Regions from separate parts of the Hordeum vulgare genome. Here region 2 is linked to region 1. The links are chromatin contacts, called in public Hi-C maps. All regions are on one chromosome and are shown on one strand. Each heading gives the region's core, a stretch centred on a gene start, on an enhancer-like site or on the middle of the called end of the contact. The rest is flanking DNA. Distances are from core to core; before and after follow the strand shown.

Evidence for each region. Hi-C and Micro-C count contacts between places; a contact is called where the count stands out from the background.
Region 2: a Hi-C map of an unstated tissue shows a contact between it and region 1, with 7 times the contacts expected there. The contact joins the promoter of LOC123452802 here to the promoter of LOC123395717 in region 1. A contact is called at or near these places in 5 of 6 Hi-C or Micro-C datasets (leaf, seedling and an unstated tissue) and 1 of 1 datasets of contacts at active chromatin or transcription factors (embryo).

What each region holds. Positions count from the first base shown.
Region 1 is chr5H:331,489,700-331,492,703 of MorexV3_pseudomolecules_assembly, reverse strand. It overlaps LOC123395717 (ubiquitin-activating enzyme E1 2), which reads right to left and starts at 1,352. Exons shown (of 7, transcript XM_045090746.1): 1 at 1,244-1,352; 2 at 803-1,163; 3 at 1-40. The coding sequence starts at 1,043.
Region 2 is chr5H:331,668,424-331,671,431 of MorexV3_pseudomolecules_assembly, reverse strand. It overlaps LOC123452802 (protein MALE DISCOVERER 2-like), which reads right to left and starts at 1,712. Exons shown (of 8, transcript XM_045129519.1): 1 at 1,219-1,712; 2 at 1,005-1,125; 3 at 814-901. The coding sequence starts at 1,098.

The DNA.
Region 1 (3,004 bases), core at 103-2,602:
AAGGTTACAGACTTGACACCCGCGAGGACAAGGTTCTTTGCTGCAGGAATACATGGGTATTAAATCAATTGTAAGCCTAAAGCTTAATTTCAGTCTGTCAAAACCTCCTCAAGTTTTAAAAGTTCAGTTCTTACCGACTGCCAAGATCCTAACTATGTGCAGTGCGGTGCAGTGCAGAAGTTCTCCCATCATAATGGCATTGTGTAATTAAGGATTAAAGGGGCACTGATAGGGTAACACAAAAGACGCTCATTTCAACACACGCATAAAAGTTTTGGTATGATGGTTTAGGTAGTACTCCCTATGTAAACTAATATAATATGTTTTAGATCTGTAATTTAGTGATCTAAAAGATCTTACATTAGTTTACAGAGGGAGTACTTGCCAGTGCATCTACCTTGTGATAAACAGCACTAGTTACAAAACTAGGTACAGATAAGTTCTGGCTTGGTGGTTTGAGCTCAAATCATACAAGACATGATAATAAGAGCCCATCTAGCTAAGAGGGCAATCCCGATCAGTGTGTTTGGTCTAGCAACAACATCAGCTGAGCCAGAGCAGAACCAACAGCTCAAGATAGCAATGACGAGCAGCAAATTTGTTTACGAGAAGCATAATAGGAATCCCTAGGTCGCTGAGCTACATGAGATCGAGCAATGGGTGAAAAGGAATTACTAATTTCCTTTTTTGAAGCTAACATACTTCCCACGTATACAAGGTATCAAATCAAGGAAAGAGATTATTATTATAAAAAAAGAGTAAAAAAGCAGCTCTATTAGAAGAGCGCCTGGGCTGCACGTACCGATCTCGGCACCGAGACCCTGAAGTCCAGAGACGAGGACGTTGGAGCCGAAGAGGCGCTTCATGGTCTCGCGGCCATAGACGGCGAGCTGGCGACTGTGCAGGTCCTCGTCGATCTCGTTCCCCCTCCGTGCCATGGCTGCGTCTCCTTCCTCCCTGGCCGTCTCCCCCTCCCCGGCGCGGGTTTTCTTCTGCAAGTCCTCGACCTCGCCGGCGACGATCTCCCGCTTCCGGGGAAGCATATAGCGCGCGACGCCGCCGAGGAGCCCGAGGACGGCCGCCGACGCAGCGAAGAGCAGGCAGTAGTAGACGGCCGCCGGGAGCTGCCGCGTCAGATCCAGCGCGTGCGACCGCCGCGAAACCTGCACCGGCCGGGCACGTCGTGAGGCGGGGAGGGCGGGGAAGCGGGCGGGTAAGGCAGGGCGGATCCGGCGGAACTCACCTTGGATTCGCCTGTCGCGTCGGGGAAGGAAGCAGGCGAGGGACGGTCCGTCTAGGGTTTCTGGGCTGGGACTGGAGGACCGGATTGCAAAATCTCGGCGGTTGTTGCTGGAGGCGGCTAGCTAATATGTTGATGGGGTGACGGGTGGGTCCCACGTGTCGGTCGGACGGGATTGCGCGTGTGCTTTTCTTGCTGGCGGGGAAACGAAGGAGCACCTGTCCTCTCTGGAAAGAACGAGGAGGCTGCGAGGTGGGCCGAAAGGTCAACTTACAAGTGGCCCCAATTGTTCTCAAGGTCGGACCCGCACTTTGTACTTTAATTAATGTTTCTACAACGAACTACCGTGTCGTAAAACGCGTTGAGGTGTCCTGGGATTTCGAGGTTCACGCCAGTTTTGGATGACCACGGCAAAGCATATACGGAGGGGCCTCAAACAAGCTACTGGATGCAAAAAAAAATTGTACTCACTTGTCCCAAAATAAATGTTATTGATTTAGTATAAAACTAGCAAATATGCCCGTGCGTTGCAACGGAGACAAAAAATATTATGTGCTATAGCCATATAAGCGTTTTTTAGGATTGATTCAATATCCTCACGTATGAACATCCGCTCTTTTAACATGGTGGCTCATCATGTTGCCACTTAACTTTCTCTCCCACCCTCATTGATGATGGTCACGATGTTTACGTGATCACAATACATCCAACATGCTAAATTCTAAGGTAATGAGCTTGCCACTACATGTCACACTTGTCATTATGTTGCGTAAGCAAATATTTAAAAGTTTAAAAACAAATCTCATCGACCACGAACTACTCCCACGTCTATACATATAAAGACTTTAGAAAATCTAATCAAATCCTAGACATAGAAGACTTTGAATTGGTTAATACTCCCTCCGTCCCAAAATTCTCGTCTTACATTTTTCTAAATATGAATGTATCTAGTCATGTTTTAGTATTTTGATACAATCATTTCTAGACAAATCTAAGGAAAAAAAATTGGGATGGAGGGAGTAGCTTTTAAATCGTCATTTTTTGAAATTTTGGATTTTCACAAAAAAAATCACGAACATCAGTTTTGTTTACGAAGATTTTCTGAAATGCATAAATTTTTCTCAAGTTTATGAGCATTTTTTGACTCAGCAAACATTTTTTTATATCACTCAACCTTTAAAAGTCAGGGAACAAATTTTAAAAAATGTGTTTTCTCTTTTTGTGTACATTTTCTAAATTAGATGGACACTTATTTCAGATCCCAAATATGTTTTGAACGCACGATCATTTTTTCAAAATCATGAGCATGATCATTTCCCGACTATTTTTTCAAATCGTGATTATTTTACAAATACACAAGTATTGTTTGAATCCACAAAACTTTTATGATTTCCTAAAAAAATTGAATTCACATACATTTTATAATTTTGCGAACAGTTTTTACAATTCACCACTTTTGAAATTTCGAAATGCCAAATTAATTTATAGAAGGATGAGAACAGAATGAGAAAAGAAGAAAGAAAAAACGAAAGAAAAAATAGAAGAGTCCAACCCCGTACAGCTCGTGAAAGGAGAACACTGCATGAGAAAAATGAAAGGAAAAATTGTACAGAGTGGGGTTTGAACCCCGGTCACCTTGGTAAAACCGCAATGCAGTAGCCACTATAGCTGACGAGTGTACATGTTCTATGTTTCTATCAGTACTCTATAATAACAAAGCACACGACGACTTTGGTCTGAAAAGTTTTCTTTACTTATGGATGG
Region 2 (3,008 bases), core at 463-2,962, 180 kb before region 1:
GACCAGGGAGCCTTTGGTTACTGGGTCCTTCCGGTGGGAGATGGTAGCTCGGGATATCTACAGCCGGTTTGGATGGCGGTCCAGTAATAGGATAGATGGTTAGGCATCTAGGCCTATATTTACCGGTTGTGGCATATTTTTGATTTACTCCTTATTTTGTTGTCACCTATTTGGAGCTTGGTTGACACTTTGGACATTACTTGTTTTTTTTAATAAAGTGGCTGCAGAGGCCGGAGGGAATCCTCCTTTTTTTTTTTTAAATCAAGCACAGAAATTTAACTATTACGTATCTACTGCTCCAGATGCAATTGACTGACAGAAGTAAGTACTATTTTCCCTAGACCTGAAGGAATTGATCCATGAAGGTAATACTTTTGGATATTGTCAGAAAAAGGGGACGCATCAAGAAATGCTTAGAATTAGAAGTCAAAACCTTCTTCCACACACATATCCTAAATATTCCAGAGACAAAATCATAGCTTCCTCTAGAAAGAGTGAAAGACAGCTAGCTGTCCTGCATATTCTCTAGTAGTCATGGCTTCTTCTAGACCCCTTTGACTTATAAATCCATGATGCTACAAATAAAAAAAGACAACGGCGGGCAATATCATGTACCGCTTGAAATCAAAATAGGACTTGTTCCATGAGTAACTTAATCATGACTAACGACACATACAGGATAACTACTTGCAAATGATTGACATCTTCACGAGAAAAATAAAATAGAAAAGGGTATTTATTCACACAATCGGTAACAATCAGTTCACCATGAATTTGATCCTACAAGAACATGAACAGATCAGGCCGACTTACGACGTCGCCGCTGCGCCAAACGCCTTCTTCTCTCCCAAATTCCATAACGATCCACTTGGGCGCTCTTGTCTGAAACTCATGGCTCGCCCTGGAGCACCAAGATAGACACATAGATGGTCAACCACTGTTCCACTTGAACAAACACCACCATGACCACTTCCTAATCGCAACACATGGGAAATCAATCTCACCTTCTTCTCCGAGGGCGGCACAAGACCCATGCCTCTCAGGAAAGAGGAAGAAGAAGAGCAAGAGCTGCGCCGCTCTGATGCTCCAGACCTCCATTCCGCCCCCAATGGAGTCCAGGTAGCTCTGCCAGACGGTAGTAAATAAAAGACAGTAAAAAGCAGAACGGGAGACGATAAAAAGGAAGGCAAAGATTCCAACTTGTAGATATACTAGCACCTAAAGCTGCTGAAATCTTTGGCACCGTGGGAGGAGCACACGCCGTTCCATGCCGCCTGAAGAAACGAATCGGGCAAAGTGCCTCCGCTGCTAAGGTAAGTGGAACAGGCGGAGCAGAGTGAGATTTTGGAAGGAGCAAGTAAAGAATCCACCTATCCAACCCTCGCGGATCTGTATCTCGAGAGCAAGAAATCCAGGAGGGGGGAATGCGCTCGCGGAATGCAGAGAAGGAGAGGAGTGGCAGGAAGAAGCTAGGATGGTCTTGTACCTGCAAAGAAGGCTAAAAGGAGGGGAATCGAAAGAAGAGGATGCAGGCGCGGGCAGTGTGCTGGGAACGGGATGAGTTGGGAGGGGCCGAGAAGGCGAGGAGGAGAAAGAAGAGGTCGGAGCACAAGTCAGTCCAGGACGCGGAATATTGGAACGGGAGTGTACTTTCGGGGTGGATTGCACGCAGGCGTGGATGTCTGCCTGCCTGCCTGTTTGTTTGAGGCCAGCCAGCTAGGATGGTGGAAATTTCCCTCCCTGAACTTGCCCTTCTGAACTCTTTTTATGTTTGCCCTGAAATTGCGCAGCGATTTTCACAGGAATCAAATCATTGTTTTCCTTTCTTTAAACGACGCCTGATGAAGTCGTTGCATACATCTTGTAGTGGTTTAGAGCATCAAATAAATCTAAAAATATGCTAGCATTCGTGTCAACTTTAAGATTTAAACCCCGGTGCGTTGGTACCGTCACAAGAATTATTTTTTTAATGGAACAACATGTTTTTTTAGGAAATGTGAAACCACATGTTCCATTACACAACATGCCCAGCTAGATCACTCGCCGTGAGTATAAATACATCATCTGACACACCCTCGGGCCACACACGACGAAGTTACTGGTCATTACATCCCAATGTTGATAGGGCTTGTGCTGTTTTATTACAGATATATGGAGTAAACAAAGGCAGAACATTAATAAAATCCATATGAATCAACACGCCTACTTCCATATAGAGGCTTCTTCTGACGCCAAGTCTCGACCAGTGCTTTGCAATGGTCGGATGAGGTTCTCGCAATCCGATTCAATGAATAATATGTGTCATTCCACATCCAAATGGTGACTTGAGTGCTTCGATGCAGGTCTCCACTTTAGTGGACGCTGCATCACGCACATGCATGATTCTGCCAACACCTATACCTCGTGCTTCATCCTGGTGATGACGGACAACAAAGCCATGTTCTCTATTTCATGTAGATTCATGGAAGGCACCATCAATGTTAACTTCCAATTAGACACCATCAGGTTTAGTCCACCCGCACGCGAACCGATCATGATGTTGCCTCTTGCTATGGCTCTAATGCCAACTTTTTTTACTTGTGCAATCATAGTTTTTCCTAGGTAGATAGTATTGCGTGTATCTAATTTATTCCGCCGGTTGCACCACTTCCAAAGCAAGCATGCAAACAGTGCCTGGTCATTACGTCCAATTTGAGTACCTCTTGAACTACCTCCCTCACATTATTGCATGTAGCCAGCCTTGGTCGGACTTATTCCATGCCAACTTCTTGCCATAGCTTCTTAAATTATTTGCACTTGATGAATATGTGACCTCCATCTTCATCTAGGCGTTGGCAACAAACACATGGGGTTGTAGAACGCATGCACAAAGTGAGTTCGGGATAGTGAGCATCGATGCTTGCCTAGCCAGCATAGCTAGGTTAAAACCATATAGGTCCCGGAGTCCCAATTCCCCCTCTGTTTTGGTTTATTGATAAGTTCGCACATCAACAAATGCACCTTATTCA